Regions from separate parts of the Rattus norvegicus genome. Here region 1 is linked to region 2. The links are chromatin contacts, called in public Hi-C maps. All regions are on one chromosome and are shown on one strand. The core of a region is the stretch at or near the end of the contact, and the rest is flanking DNA. Distances in the headings are between cores, read along the strand shown.

Region 1 (3,510 bases), core at 488-2,987, 170 kb after region 2:
TGGAAGTGTGTTTTTTTCTTTTTCTTTTCTTTTTTTCGGAGCTGGGGACTGAACCCAGGACCTTGCGCTAGCAAGCGCTCTACCACTGAGCTAAATCCCCAACCCCTGGAAGAGTGTTTTTTTTTTTTTTTTTTTTTGTTCTTTTTTTCGGAGCTGGGGACCGAACCCAGGGCCTTGCGATTCCTAGGTAAGCGCTCTACCACTGAGCTAAATCCCCAGCCCCTGGAAGAGTGTTTTTAACATAGAGAAAAAGAATACAAGCTAGTCAATCCAAAGGGGAATGCAAACAGCTAACAGACAAATGCAGAGGTCTCAACCTCAGAAATATCGAGAATCTTAATTGAAACATCTGCATGGTAAGAAAGCCCCAGGGACTGGTCACCTAGCTGGTGGGAAGATGGCTTACTAGCCCTAACCTATTAGCCCCATTCCACTTCTCTGTATCTCAGACAAGGAAATTCCCAGTGTGCAAAGTAACAGAACTGATGTCCACCCAGCTTTAAACAGCTAGTAGCGAAGCTTTCCTTTTATGTTAGGAACAAGAATGTCCACATGCACCAGTAGTAGCCCTTGCCTCCAGTTAATTATTCTAGAAAGATCCATAGGAAACTGCTTCCGGTGTCATTGTGTATTCACTGACAGGATGCTAGGCAGAGTAACATTTAAAAAAATTACTGTACAGCTTTTCTGTGTGTGCATGTGTACCTACACATCAGCAAGGACATGGAGGCCAGACGACAACCTTAGGTGTTATTCCTCCTAAGCCTTTCATCGTTTGGGGGGCAACATGGTCTCTTATTGGCTTGGAATTCGCCAAGTAAGCTGCTAAGCCGTAGGGACCTGCTTGTCTGCTCCCCAGAGCTGGGGATAACTGCACTCATCAGCACATCCAGATTCAAGTGTTTAGCTGAGCCACAAATGTGGGGGCTGGAGAGATGGCTCGGCTGTTAAGAGTGCATGTTATCTTCCAGGACCCACACTCGATTCCCAGCACCAACATGGCAGCTCACAGCCAGTTCCAGGGAACCCGATGCCCTCTTCTGGCCTCCGTTGGTACCAGGCATGCACATGATATACAGATACACATGCAGACAAAACACATAAATACATACAAAAATTAAACAAGAAAACGTCACGTTAGATAAGTTGTTGTCATCCATTAAAAGGGGCCGTTGCAAAGTAACAAGAGAGCATCAGCAGAAAGATAAAACAAATCCAAGAAGCTGGGTTATGTGGAAGAGAGCAGAGCTCCGTCGGTTTGACAAGAAATGCCCTTAGCTGCTGAAGATGCTAAGGACAGTGCATGTGACTTAAAATGCTGTATGGTGGCCCTGACTGTAGTCCGGGTTATTGGGAAGGATCGTGCGAACGCGGGACTTCCAGGGCAGTCTGGGACACGTTATTTTACCAGCCAAAACCTCATCCACAGCCCAAGCCAAACCAAATTAACCAACCAGTAAGAAACCGTATGCACACCAGAACCATCTAAACCTCGGACCAAGCAAGCGGGAGACACCGCGAGGGGTCCTGGGGAGGGGCCTGGAGGGTCCGAGGGATCGGAGGGTGCGGCCTGGGTCAGCAGCCCGGTCGCAGCCATCCGTCGGGGGAAGGGCTGGCATACGCTAGGGCGCGGAGGTTGGGTGCGGATGAAGGAGAGGGTCCCGCGCAGCCGACAGAGCGCCACTCACCATCTGCCGCAACCTCTCGCCCTGTGGCGGCTGCTTCAGCTCCCTAAGACAAAGGGGCCGTCCCGCCCCGTCTGCGCAGTCGTCAATCTCAGGGGACCCCGCCCCCAGGCCCCCACCCCCCAACTCCAGTCCTGGACCGGGACGCCCGAGAGTCGGATGGTCCGCCCGCCTCCTGCTCTAGTAAAGAACTCTGGCTAGCGCCCCGGGGCCACCGAGAGCCGAGGCCTCCGCTGTGCCTAGAGAGACCGCGTTCTGACCCCGACCGCGCCTGCTCTTTGAGGCAGTAGCGGAAGCCGGCGCGCGCAGTCCCTACAAATCCGAGTGCCTCCCTGCCTCGCCCCCTCCCTGAAGCCTCCGTTCTCCTGAGGGCCTTCGGTCACTTCCGCCAAGATCTGTGCTTGCCCTCTAGCGATTTCCCTAGTGGTCGGGCAGCCTGGACCACTGGTCCCGGAACCCATCAGGCTGACTCCGGCTGCTTGGGTTTAGTTTACGGTATTGTATGCGTTTAACTTCTTAAGGAACTGCCCGTCTCACGTTTCTTCATCAACACATTCCCTAGGCTAGCGATGTATGACTATTCCCAGTGCTGCTTGTATTCGCCCACACTTGGTATAAGCAGTCTTTTAAAAATGAGTTATTCCAAGCCTAGAGGAATACAACAGTCTAGGTGTTTGCTGCACATGCCCGCACAGGGGAGTAGAATAAGGCCGATCTATGTAGCGCTCGCTGGCCAGCCTGTCTAGAGTCGTTGGCAAGCTTCAGGTTCTGGTGAGGAGCTTTTTCAAAAAACAAAAGAAGGGGGCTGGCCAGATGGCTCAGCGGTTAAGAACTGTAACTTCTTCCAGAGGTCCTGAATTCAATTCCCAGCAACCAAACCACATGGCTCACAACTATCTGTAATGGGATCTGATGCCCTCTTCTGACGTGTCTGAAGAGAGCAACAGTGTACACATAAAATACAAATCTTAAAAACAACAACAAAATACCATAGTGGATGGCTCCTCAGACTGACCCTTAGCCTCTCCATACAAGCACATATCTCTGCTGGAAATTAAAGTCAGGGACTCTTTTTTTTTTTTTTTTTCTTTTTCTTTTTTTTCGGAGCTGGGGACCGAACCCAGGGCCTTGTGTTTGCTAGGCAAGCGCTCTACCACTGAGCTAAATCACCAACCCCAAAGTCAGGGACTCTTGAGTGTTAAGCATATAGTCTCCCATTTAGTTGCACCGGACCCTACCCCTCCATTATGGCTTTAATTTTTATTTCTCTAATTGTATTGGTTACTTGTCTTCTTTTGTAATGGGATCTGATGCCCTCTTCTGGTGTGTCTGAAGACAGCTACAGTGTACTCATATACATTAAATCTTAAAAAAAAAAAAAAGAGTTCTTGATTGAATGAGGAATGAACTGAGTGTGAGCATGATTTGCTCTCCTCCCCGTGACCACAGACGCAATATAACCAACTAGCTGCTTCAAATGTACGCACACATCATCCCACCCTCATGGACTGTTCCTGACCTTCGAACCACAGGAAACCTTCCTTTGCTATGTGCTTGTCGAAGCAATGCCAGCTAACTAAAATATCCATTAGCATGGCTGTTTCTAAGACTAGACCAGAGGTTGGAATGGCTTCCCAAAGGAAGAGCACCCAGGCTTTCCTATCAGCTGATCTACATGTGGGCTCACAGAGAGGAGGCAGTCTAAGGCTAATGCCTTCACTAAAACATGGGAGCCAGGGAGGCTGGAGAGGAGGCTTGGTGGTTAAGAACATTGGGTCTGCCAATGAAACTGAAGACCAAGAAACTGAATTCAGAGCCTAGCACG
Region 2 (3,778 bases), core at 637-3,136:
GAACCAATCACTACTGATGAAGCATAGCCTGAAGTAAAAATTGCCAAAATGTGTTGCAACTAGACATGCTAAGAATGTGTGTGTATTAAAGGCTTAAGAAAGTATCAAGTATACTAGAAAGAAGTCTTTGGGGAATGTAAGTTTCTGCAGAAATACCAGCCCATGATTCTACTGTGCAGTAGAAGGGCTCTGCAGGATCTGCCGTGAACTATGGAAATGCTAGTATCAACTGGCTTGCCCACGCTTGTGGACCTAGCTTTAAGTAATTCCACTAAGACTGGGGGTAGGGGGTGTTCAGAAATAAGAGCTAAATATTCTTGATTTGCTCCACCACATAGCATGATATAAGCTAAAAACTATATTATGGCTTTTTCCTTTAAACTAAGAGGAAACATTTGGTATTTTCAGAATGAGAAAAAGGTTCAGTCATGTAGCCTTAGGCTAGCATCACACTTGTGAAGCTCCTCCCTCAGGCTTTGAAGTGCTGCTGTTGGAAGTGCTCCACCTACCCTGTATTGCTCCTGTTTCTCAGGGAGTGAAACCTACAGTCCCAAGACAGATGGGATGACGGATGGCTCAATCACAGACAGTATCCAGCTGCTTTACTTCCCATGCTATCAGAATTAAAAGAAGAGGGCTGGAGAGATGGCTCAGCGGTTAAGAGCACTGACTGCTCTTCAGAGGTCATGAGTTCAATTCCCAGCAACCACATGGTGGCTCACAACCATCTGTAATGAGATCTGGTGGCCTCTTCTGGCCTGCAGTCACATATGCAGGCAGAAAGCTGTACATAAAATAAATAAATAAATCTTAAAAAAAAAATTGAAAGAAGAGGCATGACACCATTCCGGCATGTCTGTAGCAGGTATAGCTGCAACATTTCAGACAAAATGCAAAGGAAATGTGTTTTAAAATCCATCTAACTGTGTGACTAAAAAGATCCTATATAACCATCAGGTGCCATTAACCAGGAGGCATGCTAAAAGGCTGTATCAGCTGGGCGTGGTGGTTCATGCTTATAAATGTAGCAATAGAGGGGTGAGGCAGAAAGACTGCCGTTAGTTTGAGGCCATCTTGGGAGATGTAATGAGTTCCAGCCTAGCCTGAGCTATAGTGTGAGATCCAGGCTCAAACAAACAAATTAACAATTAATGTCAAGAATACGCTCAGCTCCAACTACACTCGAATTTCCTTGGCAACACCCATCTGTGTGGAGAGGCAAAGATATTGTTACAGTTCACAACATATGAATGTTTGCCACTGGTTTTCTTTGCCACTGTGTGTGTGTGTGTGTGTGTGTGTGTGTGTGTGTGTGTGTGTGTGTGTGTGTTTATGCGCATGTATGTGGAAACTAGGGCTGTCATCTGAGGTCATGCTTCTTGTTGTTGTCAAGACAGGGTTTTTCGGCGTAACTCTGGCTCTCCTGGAACTCACTCTGTAGACCAGGCTGGCCTCAAACTCAGAGATCCTCTTGACTCTGACTCCAGAGTGTTGGAATTAAAGGTGTGTGTACAGCCATGCCCAGTTTTTGTTTTGTTTTTTTGAGGCAAGTTCTCTCTATAGGTTTGGTTGACCTGGAACCCACAACGAAGACCAGGCTGCTTCGTGAGTGCTGGGATTAAGTGTGTCCCACCAAGCTTTGCTCCTGCAGCTGGCTTTTATGAAAAGAGGAGCTGGTATACAAAGGTCGGACCTATAGTTTCATGGCAGGCAGTTTTCCAACTGTGTCACTGCTCCTGCTCCTTGGAGCAGCCACACTGGCAACCTGCTGCCCACAAGGTGCCTTTGGCTCCCTCTCAGAACATGGCCCTCCTGCTCTGTTAAGCAGACAGGTGGTTCATCGTGTGCCTATCCTCACCAGAGCAATATTCCGACTTGTGAAGCACCCTGCAAAGAGGGCAGCCAGTCAGCTGGGCCTGGCCCAGAACAAACACAGATGGTGAAATCAGCAGAGGAGGGCACAGAAGTAATTCAAAGTGGACTCCATCTGCTTGAAAAGTTAGAAGGGGAAGAAAAGCAAAAAGAAAAGCTGAATGGACTCAGGGAGATGACTCAGCAGAGAGACCCTTGCCTAAGTTTGCTTCCTAGAACTTTGTTTGTTTGTTTGTTAGAGGAGAGGCTCTTACTAGGCTGATCTTGAACTCCTAAACTGGAAGGGGTCTTCTTGCTTCAGCTTCTCAAGTGCTGGGGCTAGTCTTGTACCACCACAGCCAAGCCTCCACTTTTTAATGGCATAGACGTCACTGGTTCCTAAATTCTAGGCAGTCTGAATTCTGGGTCTCTCTAGTATCATCTCTTCTGGATTTCTGCTGGAGAAAAGGCCTTCTGTCTTCGGTAGGCGGTTGGTTTGGTTGGGATTTTTCACAAACCCACTTGCCCAGCCCAAATGGAGCCTTGTCATGTGTCAGACACACATAGATACCACCATGGATACCACTGCATGATTAGAACACACACTCAAAGGCGTTCCAGTGCAAGAAGATGAAGTCAGTGAGATATAGCACATTAATAGACTGAAGGAAGAAACTACCATCTCATAGAAGGTCGGCCACCACGGTCCGACACGCTTTCCTGATAGGCTCCCTGGGAAACAGGAACGAGAGGGAAGTTCCCCATACAATGACCCTTATGAAAACACCAGCTATATCCTCAGCAAAGATACTTGGTGGAAGAAGGTCTGGTCCGATTGGTCTCTAATGTCTCCACTGCCTGTCAGGTCATGCTATGTCCCCTCGACACCACTGTCACTGTGTCTGCCCTGCCTGGCTGAGCTCCTAGAAGGGCAGGGTTGGACTAAGGCAGCACTGCCTGTACTCAGTGTATCACTGGCAGTGCCTCTTCTTAGATTTAAATGAGCCCAGCCCCTGAGAATAGTCCTCTATCCTTCATGTTGGAGGAACTAGAGGCCATGTCCTCATTCTCTACAAATTATCCAAAGACACAACTCTGAGCAGACATAGCCCACTGAGGTGTACCAGCCGCCCTCTGCAAAAGGACAGCAGAGCCCCAGATGTCTAGCTTTTCTCCTTAGCACCTTTCTCCCCTCCCCCCCACCCCTGGTATTCTGAGTCAGGGTCTCACTTAAACATAGGCTGGCCTCAGACTCCTGGTTCTCCAGTGCCTCCAGCTCCCGGGTGCTAAGATCACTGGTGTGACACACCTCACCTGGCTTTACTCACCTACCTTCCTCAAGGCTTTGTACACTTCCGAATGTGACTAATGACACTATCAGTAAAGGGGAGGTGGCTGGCCTGCCTGATAACCCTGGTCCAGCAAAGAACCCTATCAACTGGACAACTAACAGTCTTGAAAGCTGCGTGCTATACTCTGCCACCCCAGCCCCACCCTCCTCTAAGTAAGTACCCCTCCCCCAACCCGCCGGCCTCCTCACCTGCTAGTCTCCTCCTTCGAAGTGACCAAGGTTGTCGCCCGCCCACCACGAACTGGCAGCTCCTGTGCCCTTTCTTCAGGCTCGGGTTCCAGCGAGGAGCCCGTGCTACCATCTCGACTGCCCCTCCCTGGGCTGCTGTCTGCAGAGGCACGCGGAGACTCAGTGTTCTGTTTCAGCGTCTGCAGTTTGGCCAGCGGAATGATGTCGCAGTTCTGTGGGCGATGCCACACGGTGCGCTGCGAAGCAGCACTGTAGTAGTAGAAGCGTGATGTATTGGGGTCGAAGAGCTCCCACCACTGGTCCTCACTGGTGCGCTTGATGCGCACGCCCGCTGGTGGGTCCCACACGCACTCCCCGGTGACCAGGTTGGCATACATACGTTCGCGC

The links. A called contact is a pair of places that touch in the nucleus more often than the background predicts.
Region 1: a Hi-C map of liver shows a contact between it and region 2, with 2.8 times the contacts expected there. The contact joins the promoter of Zfp647 here to the enhancer-like site in region 2. A contact is called at or near these places in 4 of 12 Hi-C or Micro-C datasets (the A7r5 cell line, hepatocytes, kidney and 1 more).

The regions. Positions count from the first base shown.
Region 1 is chr7:110,525,943-110,529,452 of GRCr8, forward strand. Zfp647 (zinc finger protein 647) reads right to left here and starts at 1,738. Exons shown (of 5, transcript NM_001427380.1): 1 at 1,689-1,738.
Region 2 is chr7:110,351,800-110,355,577 of GRCr8, forward strand. Arhgap39 (Rho GTPase activating protein 39) reads right to left here. Exons shown (of 12, transcript NM_173122.3): 3 at 3,392-3,778. Among named protein-coding and RNA genes, the nearest start is that of C7h8orf82, 27 kb to the left of the region's middle. Within about 2 kb of position 1,887, at least 2 of the 93 cell types and tissues checked have an H3K27ac peak or open chromatin away from gene starts, as enhancers often do. A contact at or near this core is called in liver, where this site is marked.